Regions from separate parts of the Athene noctua genome. Here region 1 is linked to region 2. A link is a contact called in public Hi-C data. All regions are on one chromosome and are shown on one strand. The core of a region is the stretch at or near the end of the contact, and the rest is flanking DNA. Distances in the headings are between cores, read along the strand shown. Region 1 holds the start of TST (thiosulfate sulfurtransferase). Region 2 holds the start of EIF3D (eukaryotic translation initiation factor 3 subunit D).

What was found. Hi-C and Micro-C count contacts between places; a contact is called where the count stands out from the background.
Region 1: a contact with region 2 is called in a Hi-C map of heart, with 4 times the contacts expected there. The contact joins the promoter of TST here to the promoter of EIF3D in region 2. A contact is called at or near these places in 2 of 2 Hi-C or Micro-C datasets (heart and liver).

What each region holds. Positions count from the first base shown.
Region 1 is chr3:29,267,222-29,273,017 of bAthNoc1.hap1.1, reverse strand. It overlaps TST (thiosulfate sulfurtransferase), which reads left to right and starts at 3,175. Exons shown (of 2, transcript XM_074902442.1): 1 at 3,175-3,847. The coding sequence starts at 3,253. MPST (mercaptopyruvate sulfurtransferase) reads right to left here and starts at 3,161. Exons shown (of 4, transcript XM_074902440.1): 1 at 3,031-3,161; 2 at 1,883-2,535; 3 at 1,134-1,249. The coding sequence starts at 2,477.
Region 2 is chr3:29,035,027-29,040,847 of bAthNoc1.hap1.1, reverse strand. EIF3D (eukaryotic translation initiation factor 3 subunit D) reads left to right here and starts at 1,790. Exons shown (of 15, transcript XM_074902420.1): 1 at 1,790-1,901; 2 at 2,286-2,419; 3 at 2,752-2,797; 4 at 3,190-3,326; 5 at 3,425-3,510; 6 at 3,994-4,066; 7 at 4,203-4,315; 8 at 4,486-4,618; 9 at 5,213-5,360; 10 at 5,609-5,739. The coding sequence starts at 2,297.

The DNA of each region.
Region 1 (5,796 bases), core at 1,926-4,425, 230 kb before region 2:
ATCCAGTCTTTAAAGAACAGAGCTGTGACTGACCAACATGGAGTTTTAGGCCAAAAAGCAAATGAACAAGGACTGAAAGAAGAAAGATGGGGAAAAGTTCCAAAAGCCATTGTCTTTTCTGGGCCAAAGAGCTTGTTGAAGGTAAGGGACATAGTTCTACTCACAGAGAGAGGGAAACATCTTATTTGAATCAAGACAATGTGATCCATAAAAATAGTTCCTGAAAAGGAATCACCCAAGCAACACTCACATAAGTTCCATTCAGCAGAAACACCTTGAAACACATGTTTATTTACCCTTTTTAATCCCTGAATCCTCTCTTTTTCCCAAGGAAGATTTTGGACCACAGGGGTACAAAACTGGTTAAGTACACATCACAGTTAGATTCCAAGTGCAAGAAAAAATCCAGACCAAGTCTCTAACCTAAGAGCCAACTGGAAGCCATATTTGCTCCTTTAACAGTTACATCTTTCCCCAAAGTTTTGCACTCAAAATGGCCATAAAGTGTATGGATGGCTTCTAGGACAGATGCAGAGAGCTGAATCATGACACACAATTATATGAATACAATCATCCTGTGAGTGAGCATGGTGGAATGTCCCGAGTCATAAGCTTGTCTTAACTCAATTACTTCCCCATGCTACAACCAGCAGTCTCTCCCTTCCATTGGATACAATAAAAAGGTCACAAAAATCACAGAAAGGAAGTGGCCTTGAGAGGACATCTGGTTCACTCCACCTGCTCAAACAGGGTCAGCTAGAGCTGGCTGCCCAGGTCATCTTTATGCCCCTAAGAAGCAGCAATAAGGTAAGGAGAAAGTGCCAAAGCACCATGTGACCATACTTGTTATCCAACACCTTCAAGACACTTAACCAGGAATGCTAAATCCATCTTCTCCAAATCCTGTTTCAAGGCAAATTATCTGCACAGCTAGGAAATGAAGCATCTTATTACACCGTCTTGCCCTTTCCCTCAGAAATAATATTTTCAGGCAGTGCCCGCATGTACCATTCCACCCAGGCCCCATCATACACAGCAACATCTGGTTTGCCACAGAGGTATGCCCCCAGAGCCACATGGCAAGCAGTGACCCCAGAGCCACACGTGGCTACCACTGGCTTTAAGAGGTCCACCTTCTTCTCCTGGAACAGACTGCAGATCTGCTCAGGGGTCTTCTCTAAGCCAGACTCTGTGAGGAAATCGGTGAAGGGGATGTTCATCGACCCAGGGACATGACCAGGCTCAATTCCTGGAGGAAAAACAATACAGGTAGGAATTAACCTTTACTGTTTGGGACAAATCCATTGCAAAACCTGTTCTCTGTTTCACCATGAGGAATATTTATTGTTTAGTATATTTTGTTAAAACAAATTCATTTTTGTTTACTTTGCTTTACTAGCTTACTGATTACTCGGGAAGAATGCCTCTAACCTTCAAGTTACCACATGGACACATTCCTATCAAGTTCTGTTTTTTCTCCCTGTCCCCTCAACATCTTCTCAGAGTTGCTACATCAGAGCAACCCATTCCGATGAGGCTCTGACTGAAGCACCTCAATAGGCCCTTCTGAGAACAGTAGCACCAGTACATGAAGAGACCAGTGAGTATCTCTGAGGTGTACAAAAGCTATGTCCTACACCTGAGGCCCTCAAGAGAAAAAAAATACAGTTTCCCCACTTGGGAATTCTCAGGGTTGCACTTGCTGGTGAAAAGGAGAGGAGGTCAGATGGATACACTGCCTCAGGTCCCATCCCATTAAGGACAACCATATTTTCCTTTATTACCTCAACAGGAGTCAAACTGATGGACACCTTAAATGAAGCCCCTTTTTATTATACCAATTGTGAGAGACGAGAAACTAGGCCTGCAGGAGGCACATTACCATCTCGGGGCTCTGGCTCTACTCCCCGGAACCGTCCTGCAGCACGTGCGTCCACTAGTTGGAAGCGGTGGGAATCCAAGTTATCCAAGACGTCCTCGTATGTTTTCACCAGGGACTTGTCCAAAGAGGCATGGAACTCTGTGGGAGCTACCTGGCTTTTCCCAGAGCTCAGTGCATTTCCCTCTTGCTGCCAGTTCTTCAGGCCACCATCCAGAAGGGAGACAGCTTCATGTCCAAAGGCCCGAAACATCCACCACACTCGGGGCGCTGAGAAGAGACCTTGGTCGCTGCCATCATACACCACAACATGTGAATCATTCCCCACACCCAGCTTCCCCACATACTCAGCAAAGTCATCAGCCTTGGGCAGCATGTGGTCGTAAGGTGAAGTACGGTCACTGCACTGGTCAATATCAAAAAAAACTGCACCAGGGATATGGCGCTCCTCAAATTCCTGCTTCGGGTCACGCTTCATCTTTGGCAAATACCAGGATGCATCCATGATTCTCAAGGACAGACCAGCTTGCTGTGACTTGATGGCTTCTGAAAGCCATTTTGCAGATACCAGAGCACGGTAGAGGAGTTGTTGCGACATTGCTCCCAACTCCTGGCCGAGATTACCTGATTTTTGGGGTCTGCCTGAATCCACCTGACTGCAAGAGGAAGAAAGTCACAAATTAGAGACCAGCCTTAGAAAAAGCCACTGAACAAAGATGCATTTTGAGACTAAAGACCTGTGTCTGCACTGAGGTGCTGAAGCCTACGTGAGGGCTTTGAAAGGCTCCAGCCCTGAAAACAGTTTCACAGAGCTCAGCCCAAACCCTGCCCCGAGCAGGACAGCCATGGCACAGTCCTGCCCCCCTGCACCCCCCGCCAGCGCTGACAGCAGCAAGAGCGGAGCGGGGCAGCCCCAGAGATGAAGCGCCGGAGAGAGGCACATCCCCACGACAAGGGAGACTCTGCCCCACCGCTCCAGTGCGCAGCTGCAGCCGAGGCCTTACCGGGCCCCTAGCACCCCTCACGCAGACTTAACCCCTGCCGCCTCCCGCTGCGACCCTTCCCGCCCCGGACACCCCCAGCCCCGGCAGAGCCACCGTTCATGCAGCAGCGGGGGAAGGCGCGGGACCGGCCACTGCACCTCCCCGTACCTCCGTGCTGGGCCTCAGTCGATCAGCACCCTCCCTCAGCCCCGCCAGCCATGGCCGCCGCCGGGGGGTGGGAGCCGGGGCCCTTCCCAGCAGGCCGGTCCCGGGCGGTGCCGCCCCGCCCGCTCGAGTCGCGCGTCCCGGCCCGCGTCCCCCCGCCGCCGCCATTTTGTGCGTGTGTGCGGCGCCCTTCGCAGCGCCCCCTCCCGGCCTCGGCCATCCGAGATGGCGCCGCAGGTGCTCGGCAGGGCTCTAGTCACCGCGAAATGGCTCTCGGAGGCCGTGCGGGCCGGGAGGGTGGGGACGAGCCTGCGGGTACTGGATGCTTCCTGGTACCCGCCACAGGAGCGAAATGCCCGGCAGGAGTTCAAGGAGAGGCACATTCCTGGGGCGTCCTTCTTTGACATCGAGGAATGTCGGGACCAGTCCTCCCCTTACGACTTCATGCTGCCCAGCGAGTCCCACTTTGCCGACTACGTGGGGCGCCTGGGGGTCAGCAACGACACCCACGTGGTGGTGTACGATGGGGACGAGCTGGGCACCTTCTATGCCCCCCGCGCCTGGTGGATGTTCCGGGCCTTTGGGCACAAGGAGGTCTCTGTGCTGAACGGCGGCTTCAAGAACTGGGTGAAGGAGGGCCACCCTGTCACAGCGGAGGTCAGCCAGCCCACCCTGGCTGTCTTTAAGGCGAAGCTCAACACAGCCCTGCTGAAGACCTTTGAAGAGATGATGCAGAACGTGGGGTCCCTGCAGTTCCAGGTGGTGGATTCCCGCCCCGAAGGTCGGTTCCGGGGCACCGAGCTGGACCAAGGTAACGGAGGTGGTGGGGAACAGCACCTGCCCCCAGCACCAGAGTGCCGATACTAGTCCCAGTGTAACAACTCCTCCCAGCCAGCAAACAGATTTTACTAATGTACAGGCATGCGTCAGCCTAACGTTGCTTTACCTTAAGGGATCCACAGTTGAGCATTTGGATGCCAATGCCCTCATAGAATGCTTTTCTTGTAGTTGTTGTAAAGCTGCAGGAGGGGAGAGCAGAAAAAGGTCTGCAGTCAGTTGGCTCCAGGATCCCACATCCCACACCCTGCAGAAGTTAATCGGCTAGAATGTAAACACGGGAGGTGAGAGCTCCCAGAGGTTTGTTCAGGGTTCTATCTAACACTAACAGACATGCACAAACTATCAGTATTCATACAGACACCTCTCACTATAATGAATGCACCAGCAAAAGCCCAAGTTTTAGGCAGTGCAGTAACCCAAGGGATGTTTTTCTTCTTGCTCAGGTTCCCAGCAAATAGGGAACTTGCTTTAGCTGATCTTTGTCTTTTTGCTCTCTACCTTTAAATCTAACAAGCTGAAGTAAGAAAAGCTCCAAACCCATCCCAAATGTGTATGGACTGTCAGCCTTTCACTTCTGGATGCTCCAAGTAAAGAAAAAACCTGATTTTGTTACCTCAGTCAAACGCTGGACACACAAGCAACAGGGGTGGGAAAAGTCCTGTGCAATGCAGGCAGCTGGTACAGCAGTATCTTGTTAGTGGAATGAAATTCAAGTTGGTTGTTAAAGGAGGCCCTTGGTATTTAAGCCTTGGTATATCCCAGAATAACCTGTCCTCCAAAAGGGAATCACAGAAATGGTTTAAAAATAAATACAGAGTTTCAAAATCAAAGTGTGGAAAAGCTAAGCAACAGTTGTTGGTTCTGAGTTGATCTCCACACTGCAGGAGAGGGTGTGTGGCAGACTTCTGCGGTCCCAAGGCAGTGCTGTGTTGCTGCCTTACAGGTTGGTTGTCATTTTATTCTGGCTATTTTCTTACATGTGTGCTGCTGCACAGCCACTGAGTGTGACACCATGTCCTGAAATAAATTCCTGTGTCCAAACCTCAGGGGTGTTTGGCTGTAAATGACTATGTACACATGGTTTGCATAAGTGTCTACAAGTGAGCCCCTCCATGACGATGTGGAACGTGAGAGAGGTAACGGGAGTGACAGAGACTTGCAGGGAGAGTTACCGCTCATACTGTTTCTTTACCATCAAAGCAAAGGTTGAATTTAACCTCATGATGTGAATAAAACACTCCTCACTAGGAATAGGTGGATTTTGCATTCTCTTTCTCAAAGTGGGAGTTGTCACCAGGTGACAAAATACTGCAGCCCCTGACTGCATCTTGAAATCAGATTTTTCCTTTGTAATGAGTCAGCATGGAACAGTTTGTGGTGGTCCAGTTTTGCTTCCCACAGCAGATCCAACAGGATAAGCACTCCAGCTGCAGCTGCTTGTTCCAGAGAAGCTTGACAGCCTTCTGAATCAGACTGGCCAGTAGCTGTGCTACAGCTAACAGTGGGTAAAAGGCAGTGCTTACACCTAAAAGAGCAATTTGAAATCAATGCTGATTAATTACAGGGGTCATCCAGTCAGTGAGGAGAAATGCTGCATGCAATTTAGAGAAGAAGAATGGTTTTAAGATGATTTCAGTTTAATTATTGTCTCAGCTCTTGACTTCCTAATTAAGTTAATTAATCTCTCCAGTTCCATGAACTCCATCTCTAGAAGAGGCTAATTTCAGCTGACTCTTTTGCCTCTTTAGTTTTTCGGTTCATTGTGCTAAGAATTAGTTGTCCCTGTTTTATTTTTACACAGCAGCTACTTTGGTGGGATTTAGACCTCTGTAGTGTTTAAAATAAGCTGTAATATACTGCTAATTTTTAGTTGCTGGGAGAGGTTTACCCAGGTTACCAGGGTGGAGAAAAATGGATGGCATTTCTATA
Region 2 (5,821 bases), core at 541-3,040:
GTTTAGCCTGTGAGCTGTAGAGATCTGTAAACTGGATCCTGCTCTTTTTACAGGTAGAGAAAATTTCAATCACTCTGGCATGTGAACATCTGAGATGTAATGATTTATTGCCCTCACTCCCTAAGAAGTAGTACTATCCCAGTGACAGACACAGGGATCTGAGGCACACACTGTAGTGAATCACTGGTTCACGGTCTCCTACAAAGGGTGTGGGGCTGAATCCTAACTTTCAGTCCTACACCTCCCCTTCAGCAGGTCAAAGAAAGCCATCAGGGACAATGCAAAACCACACCATGAATACAGCAAGGGGCAACTGTAATTACCATTCTTCACACATCTCTACCTTTCAGTCAAGTGTTTTTTCACAACTTCTATAACACAAAGTCAGTTGAATGATCATACAACTACGACCTGAAAAGTACCTGCTTTTCTACAAAACCATTGCATCATTTGGAACGTATTTTTATTTCAAGAGGCTGTGTGAGAAAATTAAGTCATGCATTAAGTCATGTTTCCTGTCCTGACATGTTGATACACTTTATTGATACACTTCTTGTCCAGAGCCCTCTAAGTCTGTTCTCTATCAAAGTCATAAATCTCTTAACTTCTATCTCCATTTTTATCTGTGAAAAACAGGAATTTACGTACCAAATTTGACAGTAACTCCATCTCACCTCTGTAGAGCAACCTGGCACAACCAGACAGGGACTGCACACTAGTAGTTAAAACCTTATTTTATTGAGGATCAGTGTTCTTCTGATACATTATTTTAGGCCAGATAGTTTGAATTCCAGTTCCTCCAAAGAGCAAAAACCTATTACTGAGATTGGGCAGTCCTTTATGTGGTCATGAAGCCTAAGTTATCATCAAGAGAGTAGAGAATAGACAGGAAGAAATTTGTTAGACAACCTACCCCATCCTGCTGCTATTAGGCAAGTCATTTACACCAAAACTGTTCCCAGCAGACATCTGCCTACTGTAGGCTTAAATATTTCCACTAAGAGAAGTCCCACATTTGTAGTAAGTTTAATCATCATTACCACTGGAGAAGGTATTTCTGACACCTCACTGTTGTTTGAGCTGCCATGCTCTGCCACACTTCCAGCAGACAGAGAAGATGTTTTCTTCCTCTTCATGACAACCAGGTACAAACTGAATGGTTTTGTCATGTGTCACCACAGGTTTTCTACTTGAAAGTCGAACCCAAGCTTTTTAATCAATGGGGCCAATTTACTATCATTAACATCACTCTCTTTCCACTCCTACACGTTTTTGTTGTTAAGTACTAATTAAGATGGAGGGAAATCTCATTAAATAATAGCATCATGACAGAAGGCACAGCAAAACAGGAGGCAAACCAACTCGACCCGTGCACAGGTCACACAGAACGCAGCTCCACGGAGTGCGTGGGCCCCTACGCCCTCCCCACCGCGCCGGCACCCCGCGGCCCCTCAGCAGTGGGGACAGGCGGCTCTAACGCCCCCGGCCACGAAGCCGAACGCGTAAAGAAACTCCGGCTGCTACGAATGCCGTGGTCAGGGGACGAGGCATGGCCACCGCCTCGGCCCGGGCCCACCGGCGCGCTCGGCCTGCGGCGGGATGGATCATAGAGACACTGGTACGCCCCTGCGCGAGCCGCTCCCTCCTAGCCCACCCCTCCCGCAGCTCTATGGCCGTGACGTACTGCGTACTCTAGGGGGGCGCTTTACGGCAGCCGCGCTCCACGCCGCTTAGTGTTTTGTGATTATTTTTTTTTTTTTAATTTTACGACAGCGGTACTTGGCGGCGCTCTTGTCGCGTGACGCTGACGTGGACGGGGCAGGCCGACGGTGCGCGAGGCCCTTTTCCTCGCCCGCCGCTACCGTATCCGCTGTCATCGGGGCTGTGACGGGGTGGTGCAGGTGAGGAGGCCGCTGGGGCTGCTCCAAGGTCAGCCTCCTGTCCTTCTGCCGCTCGCCCGCGGGCATCGGGACCCCCGGCCCCGCCCCGGCGCAGCCCTCGGTTCTGGTGGGGGCCGGGTCCCCACCCCTCCCCCTACACGCACACGGTGGCAGCGGCGACCGGGACTTCCCGTCCCGCCCCGGCCGCTCCCCTCCGTGCGGGCCGATCTGGCGGAGGTGGTCTCCCCGGCCTCCCCTTGTGGTGGCACTGTGCCCTGGCCTGCGCCGGGGCAAGGCCGCGGTCCCCGCAGGGTGCCCCACTGCAGCGGGTGTCACGGCGTGCGGCGGGGTTCGCCGTGCGGCAGCTGAGGGTTTGGGAATTTTTTCCCTTTTTCTACCTTATAGAAGTTTAAGAAATGGCGAAGTTTGTGACACCTGTGATCCAGGACAATCCTTCCGGCTGGGGCCCGTGCGCCGTCCCCGAGCAGTTCAGGGACATGCCCTACCAGCCCTTCAGTAAAGGAGACCGCCTCGGAAAGGTATTTTCATCGTGCCATGGCGCGTTGGGCTGCTGCTGAACGAGTCCTGTGTGCCTTCTGGCATCCTTCCCCTTGCACGCTGCCACTGGCCTTTGCTTCTTATTACTGTGGCTGCTCGTCTGGCATGCTTTGCAGTGCGTCCTAGCATATAGCACAGCTCTGAATAATTAGCAGGGCTGGCAAGTGAAGTTGAGAGTTTAAAAGTATTAGTTTTGAAGCATACAGCAGTGTTAGCTTCTGTTGCTTGAAGTCCTGCACGTATAAAGTCAGAGGTGGTGGGGGAAGTGTCATGTTAATACTCACTTATTTTGACTGTTTATGCTTGTCCTCAGGTGGCTGATTGGACAGGAGCCACTTACCAGGATAAAAGATATACAAGTATGTGTCGTCTGGTGGCTCTTCCTGTGGTTTGTTTCCTAAATTTTTGTTCAAGCAGCATTCCTGCTTTCATGTCTCACACCCGCTCTGGTGGTTACCTGCGAGCCTCAGCAAGAGAGGCTTCTTAAATTATGAAGCGGGCCTCGCCCCTGTGAGAGCTCTGTCAGGCTCTCCCTGTACTTAGGGCTTACTCCTGATTTTTGTACTGTCTTATGATTAGGACTTTTGGGGTAGGCGTGGAGGGGAAGAGAACATGCTGGTGTAAACCAGTAGTGCTGGTTTATGCATCAGACTTAGGTGAAAGCAGTTGGAGGGAATTTTGAGGGAGGAGGCAAAGTGTCAGGGTCCTTTTTCTAGAAGCTTGGTGTCGAGATGCTTTGATTTGTTTCCAGACAAGTACTCGTCGCAGTTTGGTGGCGGAAGTCAATATGCATATTTCCATGAGGAGGATGAGACTAGCTTCCAGCTGGTGGATACAGCACGAACGCAGAAAACAGCGTACCAGAGGAATCGTATGCGATTTGCACAGGTAGTGTGTTTTCAGAAACAGGCTCAAAGGAGAGCTTCAGCAGCACAGAATTACTTTGCAGCTGAAATGTTGGGTTTTTTCTTCCTTCGTGTCTGCAGAGGAACCTTCGGAGAGACAAGGACCGTCGGAACATGCTGCAGTTCAGCATGCAGACACTGCCAAAGAGTGCCAAGCAGAAGGAGAGGTAGGCTGCAGATATGAGCATACCATACTTGGGTTGGAGTGTGTGAACATACTGTTGATAAATGTATGACATTAGTGTAACAGAACTCACTAGAGCAAACAGTCAGCAAAGAAGAATTTCAGGATATTTCAAGTTTGTTGTGCTGATGTCAGCAGAAGTTACAAGCGTGGATTTCAAACCGCTATCTGAGAATTTAGAAGAATTTTTGAATCTTATTTAGAAAGTAAGCATGGTGATTTAAAGCAGAGCATATACTTGTCTGAAAACTGCCATTACAATCTTTAGAGATTAAAATATTTAAAGAGCTGACAGAGCTTTTAATGCCTCGGACATCTTGATCAGCAGATGGCTTAGCAAATGCTTCGGCAGCTTGGTGCCGAAAAGCATTGCTTCTCTGGTGGTAATTTGGAAGCGTAGGAATGGTTGTGGCGCATAGGAATCGAGAACTTGTCTTCATGACTTTTCTCACTTTTGCCATTTTAGAGATCGTCTGCGCCTACAGAAGAAGTTTCAGAAGCAGTTTGGAGTGAGGCAGAAATGGGACCAAAAATCACAGGTAAACAAGCAAGCTCTCTGCCCTCTGTGTTGGTTCAGTTTTTCTGGCTGTGCTCACAGAGCAACTCCTCTTGCACAAATCCTGATGTGCTCTGGCTCCATTTCTCTTACCTGTCCTACCTCTGACTGCACAGCAGAAGCCTCGTGACTCCTCTGTTGAAGTTCGCAGTGATTGGGAGGTGAAGGAAGAGATGGATTTCCCTCGGCTGATGAAGATGCGCTACCTGGAGGTGTCTGAGCCACAGGACATGTGAGTTCCTAAAACAGCTGTTTGCTTCCTGAACTGACCAGATTTTTGGAAAGCAGGAGGGCAAGATGTTCTCATTGAGGTGCCCAAAGCGGCGGAGGGGTCCTGTGCAGTTTGTGGGTGGTGGTATCTGTGGTGAGGATGTCAAGATGGTCCTCCTCTTACCTCTGCAGAGAGTGCTGTGGAGCCCTAGAATACTATGACAAAGCTTTTGACCGCATTACAACAAGAAATGAGAAACTACTGAGGAGCATTAAGCGCATCTTCCATACCGTCACTACTACTGATGACCCAGTTATCCGAAAGGTACACTTACTGGTTTGTAAAACTCAGTAGAGTGTTTCTCAGTGCATGCTGTTAGAAACCAGCTATCACTGTCAGATCAAAGTTAAGGGCATAAACGTTCCAGATCCCAGCTTGCAAAGGGAAAGAAACATTAGCTGGTATTCCTAGGTCCAAGGCAGAGCTAGATTAATGCAAAACTACTAGCCAAGGAAAAGCTGTCATTCTGGAAAGGCAAACAGACTGGTACTTGAACTATGTTGGGAAAGAAACTTCAGTGTCAGAGACCTGGTTCTTAAGGTTTCTGCTTTTGGAGATGAGGAAGACTTGGAAATTTCTCTCTGTGACCTGATCAGCAATAAGGACCCCTGTCTTTTTCCCAGCAGAATTAACATTTTGTAATAGGTTGCTTACTTCCTTGTTTGGATGAGGGTGGGACTGGATTGCTGGGTAGTACCTCACGCTTTGTCTGGAATTGATGGTGCACCTACCAGTCTAGCTTCCTCAGCATGGGAGAAGAAATTTAATGATCTGGTTTGCTAACACTGCTCATCCTGGCTGAAGAAGTGGTCGCTGTTTTTACTGCTGAAACACAGTTTTCTCATCCTGTATCCATAGCTGGCCAAGACCCAAGGGAATGTGTTTGCCACAGATGCCATCCTGGCCACACTGATGAGCTGCACTCGCTCTGTCTATTCCTGGGACATCATTGTCCAGAGAGTTGGATCCAAGCTTTTCTTTGACAAGAGGGACAATTCAGATTTTGGTGAGGAAAAGTCCTGAAAGAAATTTCTGTCACGGTAGCTAAAGGGCCTAATTTTCTTCAGGCTTTTTTGAGTTTATTCTGTGTCTCAGTGTCCAAACTGAGACCCCTGGAACAATCTGATTACTGCAGTATCCTTGCTAGTTGTGGGGGTAACTTCACTATTGGTCTGCTCCAGTGTGGGGCTAGAGACTCACTGAAGCTGATGTACTCTCTCAAGTATAACCACTCGTGTCTGGTTTTCTTCACAGACCTCCTGACAGTGAGTGAAACAGCCAATGAACCACCACAGGAAGAGGGCAACTCTTTTAATTCTCCACGCAACCTTGCCATGGAAGCCACCTACATCAATCATAACTTCTCACAGCAGTGTCTGAGGATGGTACGGTTGAGCAGTGCTGTGTAGTAGGGTCTGTGTTTCAGAGTCTCAAGAAGAGAGTTCATTAAGGCTGCTTTAATACAGC